Linked DNA regions of Gossypium arboreum: region 1 is linked to region 2. Evidence: chromatin contacts called from public Hi-C data. All regions are on one chromosome and are shown on one strand. The core of a region is the stretch at or near the end of the contact, and the rest is flanking DNA. Distances in the headings are between cores, read along the strand shown.

The links. Hi-C and Micro-C count contacts between places; a contact is called where the count stands out from the background.
Region 1: a contact with region 2 is called in a Hi-C map of leaf, with 2.5 times the contacts expected there. The contact joins the promoter of LOC108476525 here to the promoter of LOC108461913 in region 2. A contact is called at or near these places in 2 of 5 Hi-C or Micro-C datasets (both in leaf).

What each region holds. Positions count from the first base shown.
Region 1 is chr3:8,640,696-8,645,728 of ASM2569848v2, reverse strand. LOC108476525 (sterol 14-demethylase-like) reads left to right here and starts at 2,511. Exons shown (of 3, transcript XM_017778748.2): 1 at 2,511-2,893; 2 at 3,226-3,710; 3 at 4,287-5,033. The coding sequence starts at 3,249.
Region 2 is chr3:8,512,098-8,517,325 of ASM2569848v2, reverse strand. LOC108461913 (indole-3-acetic acid-amido synthetase GH3.17-like) reads right to left here and starts at 3,248. Exons shown (of 5, transcript XM_017761895.2): 1 at 3,088-3,248; 2 at 2,540-2,913; 3 at 2,327-2,428; 4 at 1,334-2,190; 5 at 435-1,237. The coding sequence starts at 3,117. The coding sequence ends at 666.

The sequences.
Region 1 (5,033 bases), core at 1,262-3,761, 130 kb before region 2:
GTTTACTGCTGCTGTCCAAACTGTTTTAGTGCAAGTTGTTTATTACTATTTTTCCCCTAAGCTTTTAATAAATGACAATTTCGTCCCTACTCAATTAGCCTCTCAATGGAGCTGATGTTTCTCAATTAGCACTTTATTCTATCACCTTTAACTAGTTTACAACCTTTAGGAATCAAAATTTCAGAAATAGACTTTAATTCCAAACATTTTCACAATTAGGTCCTAAAAATCAATTTCTATTGAAATTACCTAATAGAATCATCTCATAAACAAATTAATGCTTTAATTTCATTCTATTTCATCATAAAATTACATCACTCAACCATGGTGACTTTCAATTTCATCCATGAAATAAAAAACTAAGGAATTTAATAGTAGGACCTAGTTGTGAAAGTCTTAGAAACACAAAAATTACAAGAAAAAGGCAAGGATTAACTCACTTGGTGCAAAAATTATGAAATAATAGCTTATAGAACCCTCCTATGGCGTTTTTAGCTGCTGGAATTGAAGAGAAATGAAGAGAAATCTAGATATTTCCTATTTAGTCCTAGCTTTATTTAGTTAATTTTGCAATATTCTAATTTTTCCCTTAATTCATCAATTTTCCTGCTGATTTTAAACCCCTTGCCGTCCAGCCCAAATAGACCTTGAGTCTATTTGCCTTTTAAACTCTCTTTCTTTTATCATTTAAGCTATTTAATCATTCTTCATAAATTTACATTTGTTACAATTTAGTCCTTTTTATTCAATTAACCATCGAAACTTTAAAATTTGTTGACAAAACTTTAATACTAACTTATTAACACTCCATAAATATTTATAAAAATATTTATGGCTCGTTTTAAAAATTTTCAAACTCTCGATACCTCATTTTCGATTCTAAATTTTTTTTAATATTTATTTCTAGTACACTATTCGCTATTTCAAAAATTTTTCTAACTTCACATTTAACTTATATTCACTAAATTATTAATATTTTTCTACTCATTTTTCAATTTAGTGATCTCGAATCACTGTTCCGACAACACTGAAAATTTAGGCTATTACAGCAGAGGTATTACTTTTATTTATTAATTTACCTTTTTATCCTTGAAAGTTTCTTTATCAATCTTATTTTTTTTTTCAGATTTGGCAGCCAAGTTCTGCTGATAACGGGGAAGAAATACCTCTGCCAAATTCATTAAAATATTTATAATAAAATGTTGGAAGATAAATTTTAATATTTTATTAAATAAATTTATAAATTCACATATTTTAATAATTTTATATAAGTAAAATAATTTAAAAACTTCTATTATATATTAATTCTAATATGGTGTCCTTAATAGTCATTTTTATTTTCACCTCACCGCTACAACTGCGTTTGAATCCAAACACACACTCCATCATTGTTTCTAATCTCACCGCTACAGTATCCAATATTACCGCTACAGTAACTAATCTCACTGCCATCGCTGTTTTTAACCTCCCCGGAGGTAAACACACCCCATCTAACTTAAGCCTAGGAGGGATTGACTAGTGAGTGGCGTGGGTGCCTAGGGAGTAGTGTTTTATTTTTTATTTTTTCCTTTGCTCTTTTAATTACCATTTTTTTTCCTTTTGGGCCGAAAATTACAAATGTTTTGGGCTTTATGGTTTTGAGTTGGTTGGGCTTTTTATTTTTCAGCTTGGTCCAGGCAATACAAACCCAAATTTCCCAAAAACAGTCCAAATGGTTTTTAGTTACTCTCTGGATCAGTCTATTGGTCTATAACATCATTGATATGGAGTCAACAACCATGGTAACAATCAAAACTTTTAAGGTTAAGGCTTAAATGCAACATCTAGAGATCTCCGATCAGAGATCCAAGCAATCTGGTGACTGAGACTAAAAGCGACAAGACGGAGTGGGGATGTGTTTGGACTCCAGGTGTCGGACGAAAGCTGAAAAGGGGCTGGCGTGTGACAACATTAGAGGATGGTGGACTAAATCAATAAAGGCGCAAGACAAGGAGAATGAGACACGATGCAGGCGAAATTTAAATGCTGGGCCATTGAGCAAAAAAGCTACTTTAAAAAACAAAAGCTCAAAGACTGATGAAAGGAGGAAGTTGAGCACCAATAAGGAAATAAAAGACTACCCAGGAGTTGCAAAACATGGTTTTAAAAATTAGATCAATAATCGAATCAGTTATATCATCATGTATCAATTAAATAAATTATTTAAAATTTATAAAAAATTTACACAAAATTTGGTTAAATTTCTAAATCTAAATAAATATATTAATTAATTTTCGATTTAATTGATACAATTAACGGAAACGAGAGATGTCTGTCTTCCAGAAACTAAAATCTTGATTGTTAGGATGAATTTGGATTTAATTAATTGGGATGAATCAAGTTGGTTGATTTGATATTGGGATCTTGAGTTTTCTAATTTGGGTCTGACACCTCCCACTTACCCTAAATTTGTTCCTTTGCCCTTAATTATGTATCAAATTTCTTTCCTCCCGACTTCTCACGTGTTATCGTATGCAACCAAACAAAACAGCAAGGATTATAAATTTTGCAACCAAAGTCCTCTCGTCCAATTATAAGACCCCACGTCAACGTCAAAACTGCCCCTTTGGCTTTGGTGACCCACAGGTTTTACCAGAATCAACGAGCGCCCATGCAACTCGGCCTCCCAAACCGGCTCCGGACAAATCACGGCTCGGTTCGATTATATAAACACTCCTTACTTCCACTAATCCCTCACTAAAACCAACTTTGTCTAACCATTTTTCTCGGTGCTGAGAAATTCAGAGAAGAAAAATGATTCTCCCAGTTTGTTACTTTTCTCTTTAATCTACGTGACTCTCTCTTTCTGTTCCTTTTTCTTTGCCGATCTCCTGCATTCTGAATCTCAAATTAGGTACTTAATCTTCATTTTTTAGCTTTAATCTCTTCGTTTTTTATCTTTAATTTCTTGGGTTCCTACATTATTTGTAAGGTTTATTTTCTTACATTTTGGTTAACTTTCATTGGATTCTCCGTCACATTCTTGTTGATTTTCCTGCAAAAAATAATTTTATATAACGAAAGATTGCTACAACGATTTAGGCTTTTGCTTTTCTTTTTCAGTGACTCATGTTAGTCAAACGTTTGACTAACAGTATTGATTAAAGATTCTTCTCCTTAGCTTAATTTTTATATTTAAGTTTTACAATTATTACTTTTATTTGATTTTCAGCTGATTACTGATAGGAAATTATCAAATCCGAGGCACCATGGAAGCAGACGACAAGTTTTTGAACATGGGTATTCTCATAGTTGCCACTCTAGTAGTGGCCAAACTCATATCGTTCCTCATAATGCCCAGATCTAAGAGGCAGGTGCCGCCAGTAATCAAAAGCTGGCCTGTAATTGGTGGGCTCCTTCGATTCATGAAAGGGCCCATCGTGATGATCCGGGAGGAGTACCCAAAGCTCGGCAGTGTTTTCACGTTGAACATGTTTAACAAGAAGATAACTTTCTTGATCGGACCTGAGGTTTCAGCACACTTCTTTAAGGCTTCAGAATCAGACCTCAGCCAACAGGAAGTTTATCAGTTCAATGTGCCGACTTTCGGCCCTGGTGTGGTGTTTGATGTGGATTACTCAATAAGGCAAGAGCAGTTCCGGTTCTTTACGGAGGCCCTTCGAGTTAATAAACTTAAGGGTTATGTAGATCAGATGGTTACTGAAGCTGAGGTGAGTAGTTTGCTATGAATTTGGTTCGTGTTGTGCTTGTTTATATATTGTGCATTATTGGATGATCCCGTATCTGACCCCTCATAAAGAAGCGACAACAATTCCATAGTATCTGACTAGGGAAAATGAAGTTTTACCTGACATGGAGTTTGCATTTATGTTTTCGAGTAAATTGTAGTTTGGTGGGTGATAAACGAATCCAGTTAAGTAAAATTGGTTTGTTTGTTTCATTGTGGAATGTGGATTATGTGAAATACAAGCTGCACATGCTTATAAAGTTATTTTGAACATTGATATTGCTTTCTTTAAAATCAATGTCATATTTCGTGTTCTTGTGATTCGTGCATAAAATCTATGTTTCCTACTGTTTCCTTGATGAGTGTGAAGGGTCGTTATTACTTGATGATTTGTTGTGCTTAACATGCTTAAAGTCTACTCCTTGGTTTACTCCTGTGAACAAAAAGGAATAAAGCATAATAAACACTTGCTACATTTGAAGAGATATGTTCTGTTACCGAATAAATGGTTCCATGTTACATATGTTCAATGGTGTAACTTCATTATGGAATTGCGCAGGACTACTTCTCTAAATGGGGGGATAGTGGTGAGGTGGACCTCAAATATGAGTTGGAGCATCTGATTATCTTAACGGCTAGCAGGTGTCTTTTGGGTCGAGAAGTACGTGATAAGCTTTTCGATGATGTGTCTGCACTCTTTCATGATCTTGATAACGGCATGCTCCCTATCAGTGTTATCTTCCCTTACCTGCCCATCCCTGCTCATCGCCGTCGTGATCAAGCTCGAAAGAAGCTTGCAGAAATCTTTGCAAATATCATTTCCTCTCGTAAAAATGCTGGCAAGTACGAGAATGATATGTTGCAATACTTCATTGACTCTAAGTACAAAGATGGTCGTCCAACTACAGAGACTGAAATAACTGGCTTGCTCATTGCTGCGCTCTTTGCCGGGCAGCATACCAGTTCCATTACTTCAACTTGGACAGGTGCCTATCTCCTTCGTCATAAGGAGTTCCTATCAGCAGTGGTGGAGGAGCAGAAAAAACTAATGCGAAAGCATGGAAGCAATGTTGATCATGATGTTTTATCTGAGATGGACACCTTGTACCGGTGCATTAAGGAAGCCCTGAGACTTCACCCTCCACTGATTATACTTCTGCGCAGCTCACACAGTGATTTTAGTGTAAAAACACGAGACGGGAAAGAGTATGACATCCCGAAGGGTCACATAGTTGCAACATCACCAGCATTTGCAAACAGGCTTCCTTATATTTACAAGGATCCAGACACATATGATCCTGATAGA
Region 2 (5,228 bases), core at 1,999-4,498:
ATATGAAATAAGAAATATTATGCACCCTTTTCGATTACCGGAAATAGAGACAAAAACGGAAAATCAACTGTCATCTACACATTTAATTATTGCACCTTGGATTCATTTTCCTAATGCTTCCAACTCCCATATTTTGGCCTTCTATCTGATCTTCGTTCGTGCACATTATATCTCTTAGTATGACTTTTCTTGTAAACTACTCTCCAGACAACGATAGATTTTGACAGCGATTGCAAAATGACAGTTCAGAAAGGCACAGCTGCACTTCAGCCATTTACTTTAAATGGCTGATAAATGGGATTATTCCCCCTCCACATGATGAGTTTGAGGTGCCTGGTGAATCAATAATGTTTACCATTAATTAATCCCAACCTTTGTCATCATTTTCTTCAAATGTGCATGTGAACATGAAAGCATTTATTATGATTCCATGGTTATTAGAAGAAGAATTATCTTTTGATTATGGACTAGACAGAGAGTCGTACAAAAGGAGATAGAGTTGTCTCATAGTCTAAATGTCTAATTATAATACAGAAGAAACAGACACTGAAGGGGGGAAAAAAAAAAAACCAAAAGACAAAAGAACGTCTACAATACAATTTCTTTTACAGATTCCAGGAGGGAAAATGCAATATTCTGCTCCATTTTCTTATTCCGTTTCCACCCTAAACAAGCTCCCAAAAAGGTGCCTTTTGGCTGAAAAACCTTGCTACCACCCTAGAATCTAATATGTTAATGGCCTCCCCAGATTTGATGCATCTTGGTGTCTTGTATTGGTTAACAGAAGATCCTTGAGACACACAGAAATCCATGAGTGCATCAAATGTTCCATGTTGCACCACTCTTATCTCCAATGGTCCAATTGAATTGTCCTTTCTCCGACATCTTCTATAAACAGAATCAAGAGATTCTTCCACCGTGGAGCAACACTGCTCCATTATCTTAGGATCAAGTACTGGAAGATGATTATTCCCTTTGCTTGTGAGCTCCCAGAATAGCACATAATGGCCTGGTATGGAGGAAGTGTCGGCATAGCTAGTGTACTCGATCAAGAGGATACCAAGCGACTCAACAATGACCTTTGCCTTTGTCACTGCCTTTAACAGGTCTTCCTCACTGGTTTTGTCTGTGTCTATGCTTAAAACGACATTCCTCCGATGCACGAATCGAAATTGAGGAGCTTTATTGTGGAATCCAGTTACCATTAGAATGTCTCCAACTCTATATCTATACAGGCCTGGAAAAAATTATATTGATATATGTTCAGTTCAATTTCCATTTTGAATTGGAAAACTTTTCAGTTTTATTTTCATATAACAAGGCAAGAACTAACCTGTAAAAGTTGTGACAACGAGTTCATAATACTGGCCAAGCTTAACATCCACGAGCTCAACAGTTTCAACATCTTCCTTTTCGGTCTCTTTTTCCATGCAATTTTCTTTGCAAACACCATTGCATTGGACATATTGAGCTCCATCTTCGTTTTTTTCCTTCACAGGTAAGAACTCGAAGTAAGCCATATTCGGGATAAGGGTGTAAGAGACATCCCAGGGCTTGCTCAGTGGTTTGAAATTGATCCCAAAGTAACATTCTGAAGAAGCATACATTGTGGAAACTAAAGGTAGCCCACCACTGTAGTATTCAAGAGTAGATACATATTGTGCCATGGAACCTGTAACAATAACTTCAATGTATTTTGTTCTAGGCCAGAGTTTCTTAATTATCCCTTCCCAGGATTTACTACTGCATTCATGTTCGATCAAGTCGGCTAACTCCGGTTTGGGTTTGTTTAGAACTAGTGATACTACTTTTCTGCAACCGGGGTCAGTGATCCAATCACTGACATGACCCGTTCTAATGTTGGAGCAGAGCTCTTTCCAATTATCTTCCAAGAACTTGATGGCCCGTAGGAAAGCAGAAGCAAAAACTGCACCAACTCTTAAAACCTCTTGTCGTTGTACTAAACCGCAAAGTAGTTGACAGTACATGCTCTGCTTGCTGTCAGAGCACAAGATGGTCTCATCAGGACTAGTGAAAACATTGAAGCGGTTGAAGGGTCGATTCTGGAAATTATTACTCTTATAGTAGCTTGTTAAGACAGGCCTCGCCATTAGACCGGAGGGAGTTTTAGTCTCCGGCTTAACAAACAAAAGATACATTGCTTTTCCTTCGTCCAAGCCGTCTACATACCTGCAATTTAACAAGTCGGGATCTTTTGTGACAAATGAAACCAAAGAACAGAATTGGAAGGAGCTAAGCTTCTTTTTAACAGGAAAAATATGTAAGAGAAAAAAGAACAGAAATGGAGGTAAGATAAGCTTCTTACTTGTTCATCACTGGCACAAGCAGATTATAAAAGAATGTCTTTCTGTGCAAGTCTTCAGCAGTTGAAGGCATCATCTTTGGCTGCCCACCAGAAGTACCGGAGCTTCATCAAGAAAAAGATAAATGGTATTCACCAGGAGTAAGCATCAAAATATATGATCATATAGATTCGTCACTAAAAAACAGATAAAAAAGCAACGACATGTATGTATACCTTGTGAGCAACTCAATGATTGGTTCAGCAGAAATGATGTTTGACGAATCCCCATTGGCAATTCGCTCAATATAAGGTTTGATATCTTCATAATTCACCACTGGAACTGTCTTTTTGAAAACTTGCTTGTCAAACTGTCCATCCAGGAAGCCCTTAAGATAATCCGTACGCGCATTTCGTGTTATTATCTCCTCTAATACCCGCTGCTGTATTTGTTCAACATTTTCCGTAAGGTCCTCCAGTATCTTCATGCCAGCTTCATTATCGTTCGGATCATAATTCGGCAACATCCCTGGCAGCTGGCAAGGATTACCTCTTGTCATTTGATTAACGTCTTTGGGTTTTCTAGAGCATGTGCTGAACTGCTGTTTGACCTATGAAAAGCAATAAAAAGGAAAAGAAAGCTTAGAGTCATTGAAGAGATTAAGAAAAGAGATGACAAAGCCAATAGAGCCATTGTCTCTTTTCTTTGAACTGAATTAAAAGCAACCTTATCAGCTTAAGCGAAGACAATGAGAATACTCAGAAAACACAGGCATGGAGCATACCGCTGTGCAACTTATGGGGCATGCTCTCATATTTAAAAGCCTAGGCCCTTCTAGTCTCTCTCTCTCTCAGCTGGAATATGTTTCTAGGGAACTGCTGATGAGAGCAGGAGGGGGGAGGGGAAATGATTAAATAACATATTCTTGGAGGCTTTTTTGGAAATGACGTATAATAAAAAATCTCTCCAAAAATAAGAAGAAAAAAAAAGAAGGGAAATGTGAGGGAAGTAGAGACTGTGGTGGTCCTACACACGTGGTGTTGTCTACTTAGCTGTGAGATTAGCTGCGGCTATTGCTGGTCAATACTACCTATAACTATAATCTACAAGTCCCTACTTTTCCCATCACTAAGTTATGGAAACCATTAAACAATTTCTTGTGAGATTTCAAAACCCAATCACAAGGGTTTTTTTTTTAGTATTAGTTTAGTGTACATATGTTAATGCAGAAGGCCTGGTCAGCACATCCATTAAGATGAGGCAGATGGAATGGGAAGAAAATAAGATAAATGATTAAGAAAAGAAATCTTAAGTTTCCATGAAAGAATAGGACAAAGTTGCAATCATGAATATCTCCTCTTTACAGATCCCCTAATACTGCCATTGCCAAGAGATCCTAAGGTAGACACTATTTTGATAGGGTGGGGGGGCATCCACACATTATTCTATGATAGATAATAGTGGTATGCAAGTTGTTAGAATTGATTTTAGGTGGCATTACACATGGGGATATGCACCAAATAAGAGAAAAGGGTAGATTTACACTCCCCTCAAATGTATGTATTTAGCTGACGCCCCCCTGGTTGATTCCAGGCTGCCAATGCACTGTTTGCAGCTTTTTATTTCTCCATAGGGTTTTAAGACAAATATTACGAGGAGTGGGAGTAGGCTGAAACAAAACCAAGTTTGTTTCTTTCCATAGAAAGTAATGATGATGAGAGTTGTGGAATATAATTGGATATGGTTTCAAAGTCATCACCACACAAATTCAATATTTGGGTTAAGCGAGGCTGGCTTGTGTTTTCTTGCATGACATGTTCAGTTGTTCACCACATATATCCATCTTATCAATGGCTCCTAGAAACCAATTCTGTTAGAGATGATTCAATCCCTTCATGGAAAAGAGAAAAAAAGAAATAAATAAATGAAGTATATAGAATTATAGATATGGGTTGTCATATAAGTGAATCATGTGTCTTGTCAGGGACCCTACCTGGAATCATCAAAATTATGATTGGAAACCGAGCAGTGGAACCAATATTTTTATGGGGATCTAAACCAGGAACTCTCTCCCACTGGATTGTAAATTTTAGGTCAAAAAAGTGTTTCCTTGCATCTGACACACCCGGTAATTGAAGGATCCAAGACACCCCCAGTACTCCTATTCTACACTATCTGTTGCTTCTTAACTACTACGTGTTACATATGAAGCAAAACTCCATGAGATTGTATCTTTAATTTGTCTAAACATGAGTGAAGCTTTGCATTATATGAATTAACATCAGTGGCTGAAGCGCAACCATTGAGGCTTGGTTCTGAATCAATCAAGAATCAAACATGCATCGAATCAGACAGCTTGAGTTTAATTAATGCCCTTGATGACAAATGTGAGGTGAGGTTCCATGGCAAGTGGATGTAATTGTCTACTATATTCATCATCTTCTTTCTTCTTGCCTCCAATGTAATGTTATAATCATATTTTTAGTGAAGGCAGCAGATTGGATAGCAAAACAATCTTTGAACCTTACGTGTTCAGACAATTGAATTGTGTCTGTTCCTTCTTTGTTATAATCATCTTTATTGAGAAAAAAAACAACAAACAGGTCCTAACTGTAATGCATCTTACAGGGCAAGCCAAAAAAAGTAGTGTGTTAATATTTAATTTAGTTAAATTTTCCTATTAGTTTTTGTACTATGCATAATTTATGAATTCAGTCTATGTACCTTAATTTGGACTTTTTCAATCTTTGTACTTTAAAAATTTTAACTCTCACTAAATGGTAGTTATTAAATTCCTTAAACTAAGTTTTATTATTTTCAAAATATGATGCATCAAGCATATTATTGTATTTTTAATGCCACATCAAGTTTAAAGGCGAAGTCAAAAAATGATTAAAGGGTAAAAGAATCCACAATGTAAAATAT